Regions from separate parts of the Zea mays genome. Here regions 2 and 3 are each linked to region 1. Evidence: chromatin contacts called from public Hi-C data. All regions are on one chromosome and are shown on one strand. Each heading gives the region's core, a stretch centred on a gene start, on an enhancer-like site or on the middle of the called end of the contact. The rest is flanking DNA. Distances are from core to core; before and after follow the strand shown.

Region 1 (4,859 bases), core at 977-3,476:
AAAGCAAGTTTAACAATACCTGGGACACCGGATTCTGAGGTTAACACTCTGAAACATTGCACGGTGAAATGAATAATTGAAAGGACATACGGCATCTGAAATAACTGAAGTAGGTGGTTACAACCTTATTGTACAACCACTCGCTCCAAGAGGGGGCTTTGCATACAGGTGAAACCAACATTAGGCCAAGAACCCTCTCCCGATACTTCGTCTGCGAAGGTAAAAACACATATCGTTCTTAGCAAGCGCTCAACAGGGAAACAATACAAGAGCTAGTCGTCTCGAGGTCACACTTACCGCAAAGAGGGTGAGCACATAGGCACCAGCGGTGACACCCAAGCACATGACCGAACCCAAACTGCAAAGAGGAAATTGAGATTACAAGACCACCTCTACCAAAACCGAAGTAGCAACACAGAATTCAGCAAATGTCCTGATATGAAATGCTACCTGAAAAAATCGAGGACATCAGCGACCTGATCTGCAAGGTCATCGACAGACGGCACATGCACATCAGCTGAAATTGGAGCCGCTCCTAACTGCAATACTTAACATGCACAATAATAACAACAACCATGTAAGAACCCAACCTAACATGAAAAAGAATGACAAATGGTAGGTTGACTGGATTAATCAAAGCAAGAAAACACACACACACATCATAACTGACCTCGTGCCCTTGAGGTGTGATGTGGTACACACAGAAATTGTGAAGCAACAGCGACGCAGCCTCTGGACAGAAGAACAATCCTTGGAAGCAAGACATGTCTACCGAACAGGAAGAGTTTTCCCAGCGTATTAAGCTGTTGTACTGTATCTATGAAAAACGATTGCGTTCTTTACAAATAAATCTAGAGGCAACAAACGCACTCACGATTCAAGGCTAAATCCGGATAAGTTACGAGCGCGGGCTTGTCCTCGTCTCCGTATACAGAAACCGATAGAGGGCCGTGCCTCGTCCTCACTCGATGCCCCTGAGGAAACACGAGTCAGATGCACACGTTTAGGATCATCAGGGTTCAGTACCATACAGAGAAATAATAACACAATCAGACATATTACGCCACATTATTATTACATCTAATTCTCATCAGTTGACCAAACAACTTTCCCCTTGATACTGATAATCGCCAGGCATTGCCGCGTAAAAAGGGCAGGAGTTGCATTAGCAATAAACAACTAAGGGGTATTTGGTTTCTAGTAACTAATTTTTAGTCTCTCTATTATATTTTATTTTAGCCTCTAAATTATTAAATGCAACAACTAAAATATAGTTTTAGTTTCCATATTAAAAAATTTATGTATTAAAATAAAATGAAATGGAGGAAATAAAAATTATTCACTAGAAATAAAAAAGGTTTTTTAAGCTGATGCTCTCATATTTTTACCTTTAGTCATGATTTTTCTCGGTTTTGTCCTGCTCTTAAAAAACCCCTAAATTTCGTGCCACCTAACCTGTCGGCCTTCCTGTTCTTAACATCATCAACCACAGACAGTTGGGGCTCTCATTCTCTCAATTACAACCACATGCCCACATCATAGGTACACATTGAAAGCAGTGCCACACACACCAGGGAAGTGGGGAACCATCACGCCGCAATAGCTAATCCTCTTATCCCCAATTTACAAGCATTGCCGCTAATAATAGAGAACAGAGAAAAAGAGGGAACATGAACTTCTAATGACAAACACCCCTATCGGACCCGCCGCAATAGTTAGGCCTAGGCGAGAAAGAGCAAGCACAAACCCCAGGGCGACGAACCAAACTCAAACCCTCCCCACACGAATGCACCCAGCCCAATCGGAAATGGGACAAACAAAAATAAGAGAAGCGGGAGGAGGCCGCGCACGGACCTTGCCGCCAAAGAAGATCCGCTCGACGTCGACCGACACGGAGTCGCTGGAGTCCCCCATGGCGGTCGCCTCCCTTAACTCCCTAGAATCTCCTTCTGCCTCCTCTCTCCCCCGCTGCTGGTCTGGCTTGCCTTGCCTTCGTTGGCTCCCCACTAAAATTCTTCGCGTACATGCGCGCGCGTGTAATATATACGTGGAGGCGGAGCCGCCCAGAATAAGCACCCCCACCCCCAACCCACGCCCACCGACGGCGCGGCGGTCAGCTCACCGCCCACGGTGCCCCACCCAACGGCGCCAGAGACACAAAAAAAAACAATGCGCCTGAGGGGCAAGGGCCCACCTGTCACAGAGGGTTCCGCGTTTGACTAATCTGCGGGCCCTTTTATTACTTTTTTTGCTTTGCTAGGCGTGGTACCGACAGGCGACAGCTCGGACAGGTCGCTTGCTAGGGGCACCCCCACGTTTGCCCCTCGTGAAAGGCGTTTACACCTGTGGTAACCGCGGGGATGGTCTCTTTTTTTTTGGGTTGGAGGAAAGTGTTTTCAGCTTTAGTAAAATATGGTGTGGGATGAAATCTTGTTAGGGATGAAAACGGTCGGAAACGATCGGAAAACACTAAAACCGTTACCGTTTCCATATTTTTTATCGGAAACGAAATCGGAAACGGTAATTTCGGAAACGAAAACGACATCGGTATTTCGGAATCATCGAAAACGGAAGTTCGGTACAAAAAAAACATCGGTATCGGTCGGAATCTAAAATACAATCGGTAACTATATCAATATAAAAAACATACGCTTTCATGGAGGTGAAGCTTCACCTTCACTAGCCATTAGAGCGTATCACTGCAAATAAAAATTGTGACATTAGAGTAGATCACACCTTCACATTTTCCTTTTTTTTATCGGATTTTTGTTTGAGCAAACACCTGTTTTAGATAACACATGTTTTGGATATGTGTTATTACTCCGTAGTATTTTATATGAACACCCCCACATACTTTAAAGCCCATGATATGGCACTCAGTAAAGCATCAATGTGACTAATCATTAAAAAAACTGGTAAGCATTTTCTGCGCATAAAAAATATCTACCATTTGTTTCCTGTAGCTTGAACGGTGGACTACGGTGTTCTACTTCCATGCTTTATAGCAAAAAGGTCAAACAATGCAGCGTCGTCAAGCGCGAGGCATTGATAGCGATGCGATTGCGTCTGGATAATGAGGTCACTGGATCACATTTGCCATGTGCAAACTGCAGCCTCCAGCCTCCAGGGTACGAAGCAGACTTCAATCCCGAAACCAGAACAGAACCAGAACGGCGGGACCGGCATATGAACTGATCGAGCAAGCCACGGATGCGTCGGGCGCGTGAGGAGGAAGAGCAGCGACAGGAGGAGGACTGAAGTGCGTCCATGGCGGCTCAGTGCGTCCGGCAGTCTGTGCGTGCATGAGTGCGTCCGGCAGTCTGTGCGTGTATTAGGGATTACAGATTACTTACTGGATTGGGGCATTGGGGACAGTTCGTCCGTCCGTGGTCCGGCAGAGAGGAGAGGAGGAAGATGAGTCACACCGTCACGGGATTTAGGGGCACGCCATGGAGCGTCGAGCTGAGCAGTGGCGACTGGCGGTGGGCGGTGTCGCTATGCAGTGCTTGCTGTGCCGTGCAGGCGTGCGGCGGCTGTGCCTGGGCGAGGGCAACGAAAGACTAGAAGTGGACTGTGGTGGCCGACGACAGATGAGCTGTGGAGGCCTGCTGGGCTGCTTGCTCCCATGGGCCGTCTGAGTTGTGAATTTAGATTTTAGAAATTGGGCTGGGCCATGAGTTTCGGTAAATTCCGAATTTTGAATTCGGTAAATTCCGATCCAAAACGGTAACCGAACAAAACGGTCGGTAAAGGGCTATACCGATTTCGATACCGATTCCGATCTAAAATTCCGATGACCGATTCCGATTCCGAGAAATACCGATACCGACGATTCCGATCGGAAAAAATCGAAAACGGTTTCCGGAATTCCGAAAAATTCCGAAACCGTTTTCATCCAAGTAATGGTGATAAATACGCTCTAAAATTAGTTATTGGCACCAGGTTTTAGTTACGGCCGTTTTTGAAAGAAAAAAAAATGTGTGCTGGCTCTAAACTCTTTCCATACTTAGTCAACAGCATATTTTATAATATTACAAATACGTCGTGAACAACATGAATGGAAATAATGCATTTAACCATGCAACATTGGCCTTGAATTTGTTCTTTTAAAAATACTTTTAAATGATTTATTTGTATACCGTTTGTATAATTTAACAATGGCAAGAAACAAATGCAAGATCATGTAGGAGGCAAGGCAACATCAAGGGCTATGTTTCATCAGTCATCATGACCAAAGTTCTCAACTAAATCCCATGAGATTAAGAATAACTTAGCGCATGTTATGTTTTTTTTGCCAACTAAAACACTATGGGTTTGCGCGTGTCACCACCGCACAAACAAATACGGGACGTGTAGTACTAGTGACATGACCATCACATGCCGTTGGTGATGGTTCTAAATATGCTCCAAAATCGGTACTACTGGTAGATTTTGATCGTGGTCTTTATGAAAAAACATGTGCTCATAATGCTTTCCATACTTAGCCAATAACATATTCTGAGTATCAAGACAATCATAATGAGAATAATTTAGAGGTGTTTGAATGCACTAGAGCTAATAGTTAGTGGCTAAAATTAGTCAGATTATCCAGACACTCTAGCTAATAGTTTAGCTATTAGCTATTTTTGGTAAATTAGTTAATAGTTAGGTAGTTGTTTGTTAGCTAGCTAATTTTACTACTAATTTTTAGTCAACTAACTACTAGTTTTAATGCATTCAGACATCCCTTAGTCGATCAAAATGTAGTTTCACATTTTATTTTTCAAAATAAAACACGACGGTGAAGCTCGAAGAATAGATCAAAATAAATTCATACTACTTTCATCCATAAAGAACGCACTTGTCGTTTTAGAGGACAT
Region 2 (4,859 bases), core at 596-3,095, 220 kb after region 1:
GAGAAAGAAAGGGGGGAAATGGCGGATGTGTGTAGACTACACTGGTCTCAACAAAGCATGCCCGAAGGTTCCCTACCCTCTGCCTCGCATCGACCAAATCGTGGATTCCACTGCTGGGTGCGAAACCCTGTCTTTCCTCGATGCCTACTCAGGGTATCATCAAATCAGGATGAAAGAGTCCGACCAGCTCGCGACTTCTTTCATCACACCCTTCGGCATGTACTGCTATGTCACCATGCCGTTCGGCTTGAGGAATGCGGGCGCGACGTACCAGCGGTGCATGAACCATGTGTTCGGCGAACACATTGGCCGCACGGTTGAGGCCTATGTCGATGACATCGTAGTCAAGACGAGGAAAGCCTCTGACCTCCTTTCCGACCTTGAAGCGACATTCTGATGTCTCAAGGCGAAAGGCGTCAAGCTCAATCCCGAAAAGTGTGTTTTCGGAGTACCCCGAGGCATGCTCTTGGGGTTCATCGTCTCCGAGCGGGGCATCGAAGCCAACCCGGAGAAGATCGCAGCTATCACCAGCATGGGGCCCATCAAGGACTTGAAAGGCGTACAGAGGGTCATGGGATGCCTCGCGGCTCTGAGCCGCTTCATCTCACGCCTCGGCGAAAGAGGTCTACCTCTGTACCGCCTCTTAAGGAAGGCCGAGTGCTTCACTTGGACCCCTGAGGTCGAGGAAGCCCTCGGGAACCTGAAGGCGCTCCTCACAAAGGCGCCTATCTTGGTGCCCCCAGCTGCCGGAGAAGCCCTCCTGGTCTACGTCGCCGCGACCACTCAGGTGGTTAGCGCCGCGATTGTGGTTGAGAGGCAAGAAGAGGGGCATGCGTTGCCCGTTCAAAGGCTAGTCTACTTCGTCAGCGAGGTACTGTCCGAAACCAAGATCCACTACCCACAAGTTCAGAAGCTACTGTACGCGGTGATCCTGACGCGGCGGAAGCTGCGACACTACTTCAAGTCTCATCCGGTAACTGTGGTGTCATCCTTCCCCCTGGGGGAGATCATCCAGTGCCGAGAGGCCTCGGGTAGGATTGCAAAGTGGGCGGTAACAAAATGTTCCATAGCGCTCCAAAATATTCACATACAATATTTTCAGCCATGCAACAAAGGCCAGCCGATTGCCTTCCATATCATACATGCGCGCGGTAATAAATCACGGATCTAGCAATTCCGCTTGGGAAACGCCCTGTTTTTTTAATGGAGTGAGTAACTTACGGGTCTTTTACAGTATTTTGTTTAAATCACCATTAGCGAGGGACCTAGAGTGTGTCTCTATTCTAAATTACTACTCCTTCAGTCCCCGCGATATAAGACGTAACCACTTTTTTGTTCTTATTCTATAATATAAATATACACGCATCGATGCAGTGCTATAGAGACAATTAAGTACATATTTTAGTCTTTAAACTAGAGGTGGTCACAACTTATATACTGGAACAGAGAAAGCAAAATATAGCATGCTTTAGACTCTGTAAAATCTCATAAAAACATGTTAACATTCATATTATCAAATAAATTCATCCGAGGCTTATGTTACAGTGAGTTTAATGAAAATAATTTTATCCTAAAATTTCACGAAGGCTATTGTTTGCTTCTGCTACTAGAAACGAACAGTTCAAAGGCAGCTAGCCACGCGCCACGCGTGCTTTCTCGACCGCCACAGACCCACCCACCGGCCCAAGACCCACGCGACAGTCCAAGGCCCACGCTGCGCCGCGCCCGTCTCCCCAGCTTGCACTTCGCCCGACCCTAATTTTCAAACGCGGGAATTCGCGTGTGCCCCACCTGTAAGCGCCCCACCCACCGGCCCAAGCTCCCACACGTCCCCCCCTCTTCCGGTCTTCCCCTTCCCTTTTCTCTCTACTTGTATGTATCCCCCCCGCCCGCCAAGCCGCGGCCGCAGCGCAGCAGAAACGCAAACCGGCCACCCCACCCCCACTCGCCGCCCCATCTTCGCTCCGATCCATCCACGCCGCCGCGACCGGCCCCAGAGCAGCACCTTCTCGCCGCCGATACCCAAGCCTCTGCCCGCGTGGTTGCGCCTCCGCGGCGGCGCCGGCGCCGTCTGGGAGCGCGGCTCGGGCGTTCGAAAGGCGCCCTCGCGCGCGCTGTTTCGTCTAGATCCGATCCAGGTGAGCTCCTGTGCGGGTCTTAGCTCTGGGATTCCTCGATGTGAGGGGTCTCCGCCGGTGTGGTTCGGGTGTGAGGTCGATTTGTGCTCGTGGTTTTCTGCGTGGTTTTGCGGGGTGCGGAATTTGCGGGTTTTGCGTTGTTTCTGTGACGGGGGAGGGAGGGAGGCCGGGTTCGTCGGAGCCCTCGGTGCTGTGGCTGCGAGTAATCGAGTCAAGCGCGGCTGCTGGGTGCTGGCGGCAGAAGCATCTTCGCTGCTCGCGAGGCCACATTGGCCTGGATCGCAGGCTCGCAGCTACAAGCGAAGCGCTCCTCCGGAGTCGGCCTTGCCCACGCGCCAGCACCGTGTGCCCGTTTCGATCTCCTCCTTCTCCCGCCGAACCCCGAAGCCGCCGCGACGCTCGTCCCTCCAGCAGCGGGTTTAGCACTGCTTTTCACGCACTTTGTTTGTTGCTCGCAGCAATATTTGTTGAGCCGAAGGCAAGGACAGTTTTGATGGGCCCATCAAAGGGTTCTCGAACTATTAACAAGATCATAGTAAAAGGATCTGAATATCAACAGCAGCATGATGATCCATCTAGTTCAAGCAAAGCTAAACAGAAAGTACGTATAATTATTTCTCTTGGAAGCTGTACAGAGATTTATGATAGATGGGCTGTAGATAGCGACCAGTGATCGTGACATCATATCATCTAAACTAGCATTCTATTCTGCACTGATGTAGTATTCAGTTCTCTCATTCATCAAAATAATTTGATTTTGCAGAGGAGGAAACTCTCAGACTTTGATCCCAAATGGAGCAAGGATGAACTTACAAATTTTTATGAAGCCTACCGTCAATATGGGATGGACTGGAGAAAGGTTCGAACTGTCTGTTTCCCTTTGATCTGCTCCATCATCTGTAAATATCATTCGAGGTGTCATGGCTGTGTGAATTTTGATCGGCGAATTTGGTTATGCAGATCAGCATAGCGATAGGCACTAAGTCATCGGACATGGTGCAGTCTCTTTTCACTTTACATCGGGTGAGTCTGAATTTCGCAGAAATAGTACTTATTTGGATGTTCATGTTTTAATGCATATCTTCGTGCCAAATAAACACATCTAAGCTACAGTTCAGCTTGAATGCCATGTTGCACTCTATGATCCTTGTTGATTGACATGTTTCATTCCTTTTGGTAGACTTTCTTATCTCTTCCAGAACATCAAGCCACTGCCATGGGATTTATTGCGCTGGTGACTGGTCATCACAATGCTTCGGTTAGCTTTTCATCCGTTACTTGTTCGAATTACTGTTTTTTATATGTAGAACGACTCTCAAATCTCATTTTCTTTCATTTTTTATTTGATCAAGTGAACATTTGTCCCATATGAAGCTAACATGCTAAGCTTGTTATAATGAAGATCAGCACACCTGATCATTATTGTTACAAAATATGCTATGATAATTTCATTAAATAAGAATAGCTATATAGCCCCTTTCTTTAATAATTTAATGTATGATTTGGCTTGGCGCAGTCTCCAAAGCTAACTTTTTTTTACCATTCTCTTGTTATGAAATATTTTTCACAACAATAAAATCATGACCATTGTAAATTACTTTCAAATATAAATGCAATGCAATGGTGCACCATTTTTCATAACACTATCTATATAACATTAGAGTAATCATCAGTCAAATGTCACCAACTCATAGTGGTGATGGTGTTTCTAACATCAAAAGACGTCCAACCTAGAGCCACTTGGGTCATTTTGCCATACTTGGCACTTCTTAGGCTTAGAAGCACAATTCATACAAACGGGTGAATCATAAAACATGATGAGATGGAAATGCAATGTGGGATAGACAAGACAAAACAAGTGAATTGTAAAAGTTATAGAACTTGACACAGTTTTAACCTAGTTTCTTATTTTTTACCAGCATACCTACAAAACATGGTTTTATCTGAATTAAATTGACATTTTTTCGTTGACTGACTTGTGATGCTTGAAATGTCAGGAGAAAACCACGACTCATAGAGGATATGATCACGTAGTCAGAGCATCTGGAAAGGCAAGGAAACATGGTGAAAAACCGAAATCAATTGATGGACCTGACCTGCCCAACTGTCAAGAAGCGAAAATTTCTGGATTTTCAGATTTATTCCAGAGTCGATACTATGGCGGTGAGTATTATAACAAAAACATGTCATCTTCTGTTTCCCTTAATAACATTTCAGTCTTTCTCATAAGGATTGCCAACTAAGGAGGAAACTGTTAACAGAAAGTTTGAGAAGTACCATTTTATTGGATAATTTGTCGCCTAAGAATTTACATTTTTTTAGTTTCTTCAGAATTGGTCAGGTACATCCGAAATCATGCTGTTCGGAGGCGTACTCCTCGTATACCAGCTATAGTTTCTGCAGACAGGAGTACCATTGATGAGGCCACACCAGGAATTGAAAATGTCATCAGTTCTACCAAGAGAAAATATGAAGCAGCCAATAACGACTCTGCTATTGTCCCAACAAATAAGTACTCTCCTGACAGAGTTTCTGGCTTCGCTGAAGCACACAAGGCTGGTCAAGATCATTGTTTGTTGGAGACCATAGGAACTGGGCATGTAGCGACATGTCAACAACATTCAAAGAAAACAAGAATTCAGCAAACTATGGAGGAAGGTCAGACTGGTGTAGTTGATCATGAGACAACGATGGCATCTAAAGAAGGGAATAAGCCAGTTG
Region 3 (4,859 bases), core at 758-3,257, 160 kb before region 1:
TCTTTTATAAGATCGTAACTCCTTAATCGTAACTCTGATCTTAGTAGTTCTTGGTCCCGCGATCTCGTAACTTCGCGTAGATCATTATTATTCAGTTTGTACTTATGTTTGGTGTGATGTTAATTTTATCTATACCATATTTGTTTGTATTGCTACGACTAGCGTGAGGTCACGAGGATCTGAAGAATCACCCTGGTAACTGGAATCTCAAGTGCCAGGCAAGTTGTGCCCTTGATCACTTCTTTTACCCACTCATGTTCTAATTAATCATAATGATCTGCATAGGTTAATTTTGATGGGACTCAATAGGTTACCCTAGTTTGATTATCTTTATACCTTGTTTACCACTGAACTTTTTGGGTAGTACTTGCTAGTGCTTTATGTGGTTTTGGGTATGGAGATACATTATTCATGATTACACTTTTGTTATCAGTTGTTATTTACTGTTCATGATAAGATCATTATGTTAATTGGAACATGGAGAACCACCCGGGAAAACAGTGCTACCACAAGGGTTTATGGACGCCCTTGGCTAACTAATTAGGAAAGCTAGTGGAGGACTACCTTACCCGAAAGGGGCAAGGGCAGTAGGGGAGTGGTCAGTGTAGGGAGGTCCTTGGTTGATTTTGCTGCGATGGCGGTCAGCCAAGAACCCTGCATTGGAGCTTCCTATAAACTGTAGCGGGTTTTCTGAAGCTAGTGGAACTTTGTAAAGGCCTCGTAGTGTTACCCTGCCTCGCCTCCTCGGTAGAGGTGTATGGGAAGTCGCGATCCCTTGGCAGATGGGTAACATGACTTGTGGGTAAAGATGCGCAACCTCTGCAGAGTGTAAAACTGGTATACTAGCCGTGCTCACGATCATGAGCAGCTCGGACACTCACATGATTAAATTATGGAACTTAAACTCAATTTGTCATATGCATTGCATCGCAGGTGATGTTGTTACTTCTGTTCTACTATTTAATTGGGTTGGTATTTACTTATACTTAGTAATTGCTAATAAAATTTTGACCAACTTTAAAAGCAATGCTCAGCTCTAACCATCCTCTTTGGTAAGCCTTACACTTCACGTGAACTCCCACCTTTGGCGAGTTCATGCACATTATTCCCCACAACTTGTTGAGCGATGAACGTATGTGAGCTCACTCTTGCTGTCTCACACCCCCACAGGTCAAGAACAGGTACCACAGGATGAGGCGCGTGGAGGATGCTGCGATGTGTTCGTGAGAGGTCTAGGTCGTCGTCCCTCAGTCAACTTTGGGTTGCTAGATCGTTTCCTCATATGATGTAATTATTTAATTATTTTTGTACAGAACTCCTGTTATATATAGTAAAGATGTGACATTCGATCCTGTGCCACTATGCATCATATGTGTGAGACTTGGTCCCGGCACACCTGGTGTTTATGTTCGCGCCCGGGTCTTGGTGCTCCGAAACCCGGGTGTGACAGAAAGTCAAAGCAAACCAGTCCCCAAGTTAAGCTTGCAGAGTCAAAGTCAGCTTAAGGAAGTCATGAACAACCTATGAACCAACCTAGTCGTTCTTGCTAGCCTCTTCTTGAATCTCGAGGGCGAGATTCTGTTAAGGGGGTTAGATTTGTAACACCATGAATTTGTGGGTATAAAATTTTCTTTCCTAATATCCACCAAATTCAGGTGTTACTCTCTCATTTCTTTGCTTTCCTTCTCTTTTTCCTAAATAGTGGGAAATTATTTTGTTTTATATCTACGTGTAAACCTAGTAAATTAAAATCCTATAAGTGCTTTGATTGTCGCATCATGCTGGAGCATACTTTCACTTTGTTTGATGAGTGATTTTGTGGCGCATTTGTTTAATAAGGAATTCTATTTAACATCATGGAGAAATAGGAAAGAAAAAGAAAGATACCCAGCCCCTCCTCCCCTTAGCCTAGCTTGGCTTCGCGGCCTGCCCTGGCCGGCCCACCGAGCGCGAGCGGCCCAACTCCGCTTCCCTGCGTCCCCCGACCCACCTCGCAGCGTGTGCGGCCCACCTTTCCCGGCCCACTCCCGCGCCTGCGCGCTCAGCCAGTGTTGGCGACCCAGCGCCACACGCCCAGGCCGCCAGGCCAGTTCGGCCCAGCGCCCCCAGCCCATGCCCCCACGTTGCCTCGCCCTAGCTAGCAGCACGTCGCGCATGTCCCCGCGTGGGCAGGTTGCCCAGCCGCCGCTAGAGCCATGTTCATCTTCCCAAACCATCTCTTTCTCGTCTTGTCGTGCTCATGCCGCCTCTCCATCGCTAAAACTGCCAGTGCCCATGATGTCGAGAAATCCAAGCGCATGTGCATCCTCTTCCCTCCCCTACTTCATTCCTCCGGTCGCCATGCATGTCAGTGGCGCAAATGTCGCAACACCTACATCGCGCAGTCCGCAGGCGTCGCTCCGCCCGTCTTCGCCGTTCGCCGACCGACATCCTTCCACACCCACCGTCCCTGACCCTGCTGCCTGAGGTGAGCACTTCCCCTTCGTCTGCCCCTCCCTCTCGCAATCTATTACCTCCCTGCGCGCCTGCTCCGCCGTGGCGCCGGCGAGCCTATAGCCCGTGTGCGCACGTCCCTGCTCCGTCTAGCTGTGCATCGCCACCTTGCCCGGCTGCCATGGCTGCTGCTCCGGCCAGCCCACTGTGTCGTTGCCGCACTGCCATGCGCCCCAAGCTGTGTGCTGCTGTCCGATCCGCGCCACGCTCTAAGCCTCTCTCCGCCTCCCGCCCCACCGCATCATGGCAAAGGCTTGCGAGCGCGCCGTGCTGCCCCGCGTCATCGGCTGCTGTGCGTAGCCGTGCCACGCCTCTGCATGTTCGCTGCTCGCCACATCCTTGCTGGCCCAGCCCGGCCGTCGACGAGCCCTCCCCCTCACGGCGTGCCAGCTTTCTTCGTGCATGCGCCTAGGAAGGCAACCGCCCATGCCCCTCTACGTTCGTGGTTGCATGCACCAAAAATCGAGAACCTGCAACTGCGAGTGTGTGTAAGAGAGAAAAAAAGGAATCTGCATGCGGTTAGCTCCCATCACATGCACGATAGCGTCGATGAATGCAACCATCCAATAAAAATGTTTATCAAATACAAGTTAACTTTTGTGTTAGATGTCCGATTTATTCTATCTTCGTTTCAGTCGCGTTAATTTCTTAATAACGTTAACCGAGTATTAGTACATTGTTTTGTTGTAACACATGTTTTAATTAACTAATTAATTATTGGTTTGTTCAATGATTATTAAAATAGCAATTTAATTAGAACTAATTTATGGTTTTAACTTGGTGCTTTTATAAATATATATTAATGTGTTATTGTCGACTCAAATGTTTTAAAATTAACACTTGTTTAATATAAACGCAACCTCTGTTATGGATTCTCGCGTGTCGCGAGTGCTGACTCGCACGCTGTTCGCATGTCATTCACGCGCTGTTTGCGTGTCGTCGTCAATTCCTTCGCGCGTTCGTGTCGTGCGTCTAGTTCGCGTGTCTATCCCGTGGGTCGCACAACGTCTGCTCGTGATAATAAATTATTTTTGCTTGTAATTACTCATGTTAACAACATTAATATGTCGGGTCACATATTTTAAATAATTTATTTAATGTTTGCTCGACTAATGTTGATTAGATTAATATTCCAATTTGATTATGTATAGTTTTCAACTTGCGCATTGATAATAAACATTACCATGATTAATGTTAACTTAAATACTTTTTATTTATTTAATATTTGTTTAGTGTAAGCATGTCACCTATTTAGTTTTCTCGCCTGTCACGCGTGCTGTTCTGCACGTGGTAACGTGCTGGTTCGCGCGTCGTTCGCCCCGGTCGCACGCACTGTCTCGTGAGTCTTTCGCGTGCTATGTCGCGCGTGTCCGTGTGTCGTCTGCATGATATCGTATTGTTTCGTTTCTTGTAAATTTGCCTCGCTTAGGATCTCTCGTGCTAATTATATTAGTTATTTATTTGACAGCTGTTAGTGTAGCAGGTTGAATCAAACTATATAGCAGTTATAATTTATATTTTATAATGTCGAATTAAATGTCCTGACTATTACTAGCGTAGCGTAAACGTTATAACTTCTCGACCGTAGCTTCGACCGTCGCGTTTCTTATCCCCGCGTAATCGTAGAAGCGCTCTCTATTTTTATACTGCTTGTTTTAATAATATTTTATCTTGAATGGTGTAATGTTCTTATGCATATATATGGTTGTTTATTTGTGCCTATTTGTATTCGTTGTGCGTCGCGAATAGACTGCGATCTATTTTCGAGCTTCGAGGAATCGACGGTCAAGCTTCGGCGACCAAGCGATCTAGCTCTTCGAGTTCCACGAAGTTGAAGACCCTGAGCATCTGTTTGGTGAAGGCAAGTGTCCTCTGACCCATTATGTCCCATTTACTTTATAATTCACTGTCCCGCATACTATGAACAACCTAAGGATTGACTAGCTTTCTACTTATCTTGTCCTTGATTACCTTTTGGGTTACTATGGGTAGATTCATGCTATTGCTTTACTTTAATCAATGAACATGATGTGAACACTTATGATACGATGTTGTCATTATTATTATGGTGTTGGACTGGTGATACTCTAGGGGGCTCGAGTGGTTTCTCGAGTGCCTCTCCGTAAGGACCTGTTCGTTGGATGACCGCCCGGGAAAACAGTGCAACCATGAGGGTGGAGTGGGACGCCCTTAGCTGAGTAATTAGAGGAAATGGTGTGGGGGACATATATCCTCCGGGTCCACCAGAAGGATAAAAGACCTCACGAAGGGCCCAAGGGCTCCATAATTCGTGAGGTCATCTCCTGGTGGGCATGGGAGAGACGACCAGTGAAGCGGATCGACACAAGGCCGGATCGGTGCAAGCC

Evidence for each region. Hi-C and Micro-C count contacts between places; a contact is called where the count stands out from the background.
Region 2: a Hi-C map of leaf shows a contact between it and region 1, with 6 times the contacts expected there. The contact joins the promoter of LOC103634898 here to the promoter of LOC103634902 in region 1. A contact is called at or near these places in 3 of 25 Hi-C or Micro-C datasets (ear, leaf and tassel).
Region 3: a contact with region 1 is called in a Hi-C map of ear, with 4 times the contacts expected there. The contact joins the enhancer-like site here to the promoter of LOC103634902 in region 1. A contact is called at or near these places in 2 of 25 Hi-C or Micro-C datasets (ear and tassel).

The regions. Positions count from the first base shown.
Region 1 is chr8:20,920,775-20,925,633 of Zm-B73-REFERENCE-NAM-5.0, reverse strand. LOC103634902 (protein NDL1) reads right to left here and starts at 2,226. Exons shown (of 11, transcript XM_008657476.3): 1 at 1,855-2,226; 2 at 875-974; 3 at 671-768; 4 at 451-539; 5 at 298-358; 6 at 125-211; 7 at 1-19. The coding sequence starts at 1,914.
Region 2 is chr8:20,701,593-20,706,451 of Zm-B73-REFERENCE-NAM-5.0, reverse strand. LOC103634898 (protein ALWAYS EARLY 2) reads left to right here and starts at 1,845. Exons shown (of 16, transcript XM_008657475.4): 1 at 1,845-2,138; 2 at 2,597-2,739; 3 at 2,902-2,997; 4 at 3,099-3,161; 5 at 3,319-3,396; 6 at 4,136-4,301; 7 at 4,470-4,859. The coding sequence starts at 2,632.
Region 3 is chr8:21,076,484-21,081,342 of Zm-B73-REFERENCE-NAM-5.0, reverse strand. No RefSeq gene overlaps it. Among protein-coding and RNA genes, the nearest start is that of LOC109941709, 11 kb to the right of the region's middle. Within about 2 kb of position 2,007, at least 18 of the 20 cell types and tissues checked have an H3K27ac peak or open chromatin away from gene starts, as enhancers often do. A contact at or near this core is called in ear and tassel, where this site is marked.